Regions from separate parts of the Hordeum vulgare genome. Here region 2 is linked to region 1. Evidence: chromatin contacts called from public Hi-C data. All regions are on one chromosome and are shown on one strand. Each heading gives the region's core, a stretch centred on a gene start, on an enhancer-like site or on the middle of the called end of the contact. The rest is flanking DNA. Distances are from core to core; before and after follow the strand shown. Region 1 holds the start of LOC123410057. Region 2 holds the start of LOC123412033.

Region 1 (3,242 bases), core at 608-3,107:
ACGAGCGGGGGGGAGAGGGCAGAGGTGGCAAGGGTGGCCAAGCTCAAGCGCAAGAAAGACCGCATCGTCCAGCGCTGTCAAGGCTACATCGTCATCTCCTTCTCCTCCTCCGATGGGGCTGACTCCGACGACTTCGATGTCGACCCACCTCCTGCTACGGACAGCTACAACATCACCGACGACGGCAAGGGCAAACGGCCGACGAGGAAGTGGTGAAGCTCACCATCTCCTTTTAGATAATCTAGTATTGATATGTAGTTAGAATGTGCCGGATCTCAAGTTGAGGTGCTTAATTATGTCTTTTCAATGATGTTTATGTAAATTATGCCCTTTTGATACTGGTTTATATGTCTGTTTCTTGTCAATTTTGATCGTGTGATGATCTACGTACTATGTTGTATGGATTTGTAGGGATAAAAGGTGTCGGACATGAGATACATGACACCAATTTAGGAAGTGTTCGATCAGTACCACAAACACATCCGGACAGGTGTGCGGACGTTTAAAGGTCCGATTTGCAAGATGTGGCTGTACATGCTCTCACCGCCATGGTCACCGGGCACAAGCACGCTGCGCGTAGGCGTATTGCCCTATAGCAATGCCGTCGTCGATCCGTCCTTTCTGCAGGTTGAGAGATGTGCGATCTGCCAATATACGATGTTTTGGCAGTTCTCTCTAACAGTACGTGGCTGCAGTAAACAATCCAAAACTGTGTGCTGTACTGCTGTTGCATTCTCTGTGGGAATGATCCATCAATCAAAAATGCTGTACAGAGCAAACGAAATATTCTCTCTACACAATCAAACGAGACGATGGGCCGAGCGGCGGCACCGGCTACCGTGCCCCGGCGGTGCGGCGCAGCGCGTGGGTGTAGTTGAGGATGGAGTTGATGCGCTCCAGCTTGAGCTCCTCCCGGAACTGCCGGATGAACTGCTCCGCCCGCGCGTCCACCTCCGCCTTCCCTTCGACGTCCTCCGTTCCCCGCCCACATCCGTAGGCTCCTCGCCCTTTGACCTTCCTCGGCACCGTATCTGCGGCGGACTGCCGCTGCCGCCCCGCGCGCGCCAGCGCGTACGCCTCGTCCAAGCTGATGGACTCCCCGTCTCCAACCTCGGCCTTAGACGCCGCCGCGGACGCGTCGAGTGCCGCCCGCGCCGCGCTCTGCGGCTTGGTCGTTGTCGTGGCCGACACAGCAGTTTCTTCTTGAGGGACTGACGCTGGCTCGTGCTCCACCATCCTGTCCACCTCCTGTGCCGCCGGTGCCGCGAAAGGCGCGCTCTGCGGCGAGGTGGTTGTCGCGGCCGCCGCTACAGTTTCTTCTTGCGCCACTGACGCCGGCTCGTGCTCCACCCTGCTCGCCTCCCGCGCTTCTTGCCCTTGGAACGTACCGTTGTACTGGTCTTGCACGTGGTGGAGCTGCGACGCCGCCGGCGCAGAGCACGCGACGCCGTAGTCGCCCAGCGAGTGGAAGGGGAAGTTGGAGACGGAACGCAGGCTCTCCAGCACGACGGTCGAGGCGGTGCGGACGAGCCTGCGCCGGGCGGCCGGTTCCGGCCCCCGGGACGACGACGACATGAGCGCGATGGCGCCGACGAGGAGGTTGAAGAGGATGAACGACGCCGCGCCCGGGCTCAGCCACGGCGACATCGGCCACCACCCGAGTTCCGGCGCCATCAGATCGAATGGGGATCCTCCTCCTGATCTTCTTGCTCTGCGCGGGGACTCGATCGCGCTGTGTCGGCTGTCGAAGCGATGAATAATGCGGGTGCCTTGGCTCTGCTCAGCTCAGGTGAGCTGTGCGTGCGTATATATAGGCTCTGGATTTGCCGGGCCGTGACAGCTCCTCGCGCGGCCGGCTGCCAATAAACAAGGCAAAGGTGGGAACACACCCAGGACAGGATGGAATAGCTGCATTCCTGCGCCGCGTACGGCACATCGCTGTTGCTCTCTGCTTTGCTCCTCGCGGCATGTGACTGGGTGCGTGGCTTGCGGCAACTTGGGCCGGCCAGGTAGGCGGCCAGCGAGAAGGTTCGCCGCGCCCCGGCGTTTCAAAATTTGCTCACGTGTCTCCCTCTTCAGGCGTGTTTCAATTTGGGCTTACTAGTGGAGCACACTCGCGTACACACGGTGAACGGCGTCGGCCGGTCCATGTCTCTCTCTGTTCCCCTGTGCCCTGACAGGTCCCATTCTTCGTATCCCCGATCTTATTCTACTGTACCCGGCGACGAGGCAGGAGGTGAAATCGACCTTTTTTACCTGCTCATGGGGTGATGGAGAGAGCGGTTTGGACTTTGGAGTCTCGTCGGCGACACGCAGGTCGGACTGGCGTGCAAGACACAGGGCTGTGCGCTGTGGGAATGCTAGTGACGAGTGGTCAACGTGTGCAGGAAGATCTCGGTGTGTCTCGATCGGAGACCGAAAAACATCAGCGCGTACCGGTAGATTCCGACCTAACCTCACCTAGCAACGAAGAGGTGTCGCAATTTGTGGAGTCCTTGATTACGCGGATCCGCGTTAGATATCTATATACTAGTGGCGGCCAGCGTAGCATGCGCCTTGGCCACGCATGTCATCGCCCACGAGTGCGTGTCCTGTCGACGACGACGGGCAGAAAATAGCAGGTCCTTCCACCAACTCTAGCACACCCGGTATAACACGATCTGTATCCTGCATTTATAGTTCATGAAAAAAGCATTTTATGGATTAACAAAAGTCACGACTGAACAGAACCCGCATTATAAAATCGTATGTATAAGCGTGCTATTTATTAAAATTGATTAAAAAATATAAGATCAAATATCCAAATCACAATACAACAATCATTCATATTACAATCATTATTCAAATCTTTGAAATAAAGTAATAATTCAATAAAAAAATGTTCTAAATACAACAATGATGAAAATCACACATGAACTAAATGAAATGAATAAAAAATGGCAAAAATTACTACCATGTCTCTGCCAATGATACTCGATGAGATGCTCCTGAAGTTGATAGTGGGTGTTTGCGGCGAAAAGGGGGTGGCCGCAAACTTGCGAATCCGAGGCGGAGGTGGGCCGGACGTGGTGGGGGTCAATCCGGTTCAGCGGGCATCCGGGGGCGACGCGGCTCGACGGACCAGATGGGGCGGCGAGGCGACGCGATGGAATGAGCTTAGGAGCGGTCCGACGACGTGATTCCAACGACGAGTACGTCCGAAATTCCAGGCGGCTGGCGGGTGGCGGCCCTGTGGGATGGGG
Region 2 (3,464 bases), core at 544-3,043, 390 kb after region 1:
CTTCAACCTCGCCTTTCATGACATTCTTCCTCTTTGACTTTATCATAGAGTAAAATATCTCCTGATGAAAACAAATAGCACAGCTTCGCGCCTCTCCCTCCTTAATGGAGAATCAATGGACACGATCAAATTCCAGCCGATCCAGCAATCTCCAGGCATAACACGCACATGGGAGTCCGCCAACGAAGCCTTCCGAAACCCACCACTCCGACCATATCAGAAGTATGGACATCAGGCAGATCTTTGTCTTGGTGATTTGCTACTATCTGAGAATGCTAGGTATCTAGGTAACCTATGCACGACACACACAAAAAAAGACTTTGCTCCTATGTAGTATCACTGATGTGCCGTGGCTTCCAATGCTGGGTTTTATTTTACGTTGGGAAACATTTTTGGACGGCGCGTCGGCCGATCGCTTCGGCCGCCCCTGCGTGCGTCGTGCGATCCTGCGCGTGGGACGTTCCTTCCTTTTTGATGCGAGACGTTATTTTTATGTAACTGTTTTTTTTTTGCTACTACCAATAGAATTTTTGTTACATTTTGTTCATAAAAAAAGCTACATCCATGTTTAGTTGCAACCCGAGTTCGTCGAATTTTTTTCTACAATACGTGTTAATTTTTGCTATAATCGGTATTATTTTTTGGTACAATCGTTTACTAAAAAAGTTGCATACACGTTCGAGAGAGTTGTAACCCGAGTTCACCGGATTGTTTTGCTATCACGCTTCATCAGCGTTGTTTTTTTTACTACGACCACATTGATATTTTTTTGCTACAACCATATTTTTACGGGAGCTGCTACGAATGAACCGATTGATTTCCCTAGGAAATCAGTCAGGTCGCATGCCGTTGGATCCATCCTGTTAGAGCCGTTCGATCAGTCAACGCTAAGACCGGCCCTTCTCATATCGGCAGCCCCTTCCCCTTGCTGGCAGCACAACGATCCTTCACCGTCGGCGTCGGCGACGCAACACCGCGCGCAACGCCACCCCGCTCTCCATCGCAGCACCCAACCCCGCCGGCCAAGCTCTCCACTGCATCGCAACTCCAGGCTGCCGGTGAAGCTTCAATGCAGCCGCCGCTGAAAGTTCCATCGCAGCCTCTAGTGAAGCTCCATTGCATCACCGGCCCGTGCATCACAGCTTCGTGCCATCGGTGAAGCTTCGATGCAGACGTCGCAAAAGCTCCATTCCAACACCGCCCGCTGCATGGCAGCTCCGGCTGGACGGTGAAGCTTCATTGCAGCCGCTGGCGAGGCTCTAGTGCAGTAGCCAATGAAGCATCATTGCAGCAAATGCGCGCTGCATCGCAGCTCCCGGCTGCCGGCGAGCGCTCCATCGCAGTACATAAGGAGCCGCCCGACGAGAGCTCAGCACCACCGCCCGCGCGACCGCCATTAATTGCAGCGCCAGTGCCCCCCTTGCTCCCAGCGTCCACGACGGCTTGCAGCAGGATGCTTTGATTTGGGGAGAGCTGCGATGCAAGTCAAGAGTCAGCTGGTGCTTGTGTGGGTGGGGCATCCCGTGTGGGGATAGGGACGAAGCGGTGTGCGGACCGGAGCGGGACACGTGCCGTCCGCTAGAAGAGGCTTACGCCGCGCTAGAATCAACCGGCTGTTTTTAATCGATTTCCTATTTTTACTGCATCCGTGATCGAAATTTGCTGCATCAAGGATTTTTTTGCTGCATGGGTAAATCTAACGGTCAAATCAGATTAATCCGACAGATCGGACGGCTGGCAGACCACTGCCCTTTTACGTTTGCCATTGCACGAACCGTTTGCAAGATTTGTTTTTTTACGGTTAAACAGAACTGTGCAATTCAAACACATTCTCTTGACCGCAGCCGACTGCCGCGCTGAACCGAACCAATCATCCGCCAAATGCCCATACTCTACTACCCAATCACACACACACACGCGCCCCCACTCCCCGCTCACCCCCACCATCCGATCGCCCACGCCCCGCGGGCACCGTACGGCGCCCAACGCGGCCCGCTCCCCGGCACCAGCCGCGAAGCTCCCTGCTGCCGGAACGGCCAATAAATAGGACGATTGCACACGCCCGCATCGCCACCACCACGCGCACGCGCACACGCACACGGCCACCATTAGTTTTCTAGGAGTAGCATACACTCCGAGCTAAGCAAGCCGTCATGGCCGCGGCGGGCAAGTCCAAGGAGGCGGACGCGGCGCGGTGCAGGAGGCACCCGAGCCACCGGCACGCGGCGGGCGTGTGCCCCTTCTGCCTCAGCGACCGCCTCTCGCGCATCTCCGCCGCCAACGACGCCTCCGGGTCGTCGGCGGCGTCCTCGCCGCGCTCGTCCGGGGACGCGAGCGTCGCGTCGGCCCAGACGGCGCCGCCGCCCTGCCGCGAGGCCCGGCGGGCGAGGCTCGGCATGCTGATGCGGCAGGACCAGCCGGGGGCGGCCGCGGGCGGCCGCCACGGCAAGCAGGAGGCGGCGGAGGCGGAGGAGGAGAAGAAGAAGCCGGCGAAGAGGGGCAACTTCTGGACCCGGCTGCAGCAGGCGAGCTGGTACAGGAGGGACGGCTGCTCGGTGGCGCACTCCAAGGCGGCGGCCGGGAAGAAGGGGGGCGCCGCCGCGCCGCCGCACAAGCGGGCGGCGTCGCTGTTCTGAAGCCCCGGCGGGCAGGAGGCCGCGCGGCCGGTCAGTTGAGCGACATTGGCCCGGTTGGTTGGTTGGTCGGATGGATTCCGGGTCGTGTGTGTGCTGTTCCAAACTCCATAGCCTACGTGGCCGGATGGATGGATGGATCACCTGCTCGTCTGGCTGGCTGGCTGGCGTCTTCCTCGCTGTTTCTTTCTCTCGGGTTTGTGCCCTGTGGCTGTGGGTTTGGTGCGCGGTTGTTGGAAGGGTACTGGTAGCCGTGTTGGATTGGATGGAAGGACAGCCTAATGGCTTGTCCATTTTTGTACAGATCGGTCTCCAATGAAAGAGCTTGCGTTCGACTCGATCGCGCTGTTTGTTTGTTCGTTTCCCCGTCGCGATCGAACCGGTGGATGTGTTTCTTGTCGTTGATGGTGAGATTCACTAGCTCCGTAGGTTGCAATCTGACAGCGAGTCCGTCGCAATTTATAGTTTTTTTCTTTCTTTTTTGCTCAGAGGCAGGCACATGGGAAACAAAAACGATGAACTCCTAGAGCTCCGAAACATCAAAACTGTTTGCAACCGTCCTGTTTTCTTGAACACCAGGGACGAGCCATCATCGGCATTTTCGAGACCATCGCAGAGCTGGTTCAAGTTCGATGTTTAGTTGAGGCGAATCTGTGACCTATATACAATTCTACTACGACCCCTTCGTTTTCCCTTTGGGAATCCTGTATACCGTACCTAGGTTTTCCTACACCTTCTGTAACAACATTTCCGAGGGACTATACATCCTGTACCTCCCTTCTATCCATACTCTTAGCTTCGGACATGTCACAGTTCCAAAACAAGAAAAAC

Evidence for each region. Hi-C and Micro-C count contacts between places; a contact is called where the count stands out from the background.
Region 2: a contact with region 1 is called in a Hi-C map of seedling, with 4 times the contacts expected there. The contact joins the promoter of LOC123412033 here to the promoter of LOC123410057 in region 1. A contact is called at or near these places in 2 of 6 Hi-C or Micro-C datasets (leaf and seedling).

The regions. Positions count from the first base shown.
Region 1 is chr7H:82,005,224-82,008,465 of MorexV3_pseudomolecules_assembly, forward strand. It overlaps LOC123410057, which reads right to left and starts at 1,858. Exons shown (of 1, transcript XM_045102940.1): 1 at 696-1,858. The coding sequence starts at 1,674. The coding sequence ends at 835.
Region 2 is chr7H:82,394,750-82,398,213 of MorexV3_pseudomolecules_assembly, forward strand. It overlaps LOC123412033, which reads left to right and starts at 1,794. Exons shown (of 1, transcript XM_045104992.1): 1 at 1,794-2,971. The coding sequence starts at 2,154. The coding sequence ends at 2,636. It overlaps LOC123412032 (LMBR1 domain-containing protein 2 homolog A-like), which reads right to left. Exons shown (of 14, transcript XM_045104991.1): 14 at 3,143-3,464.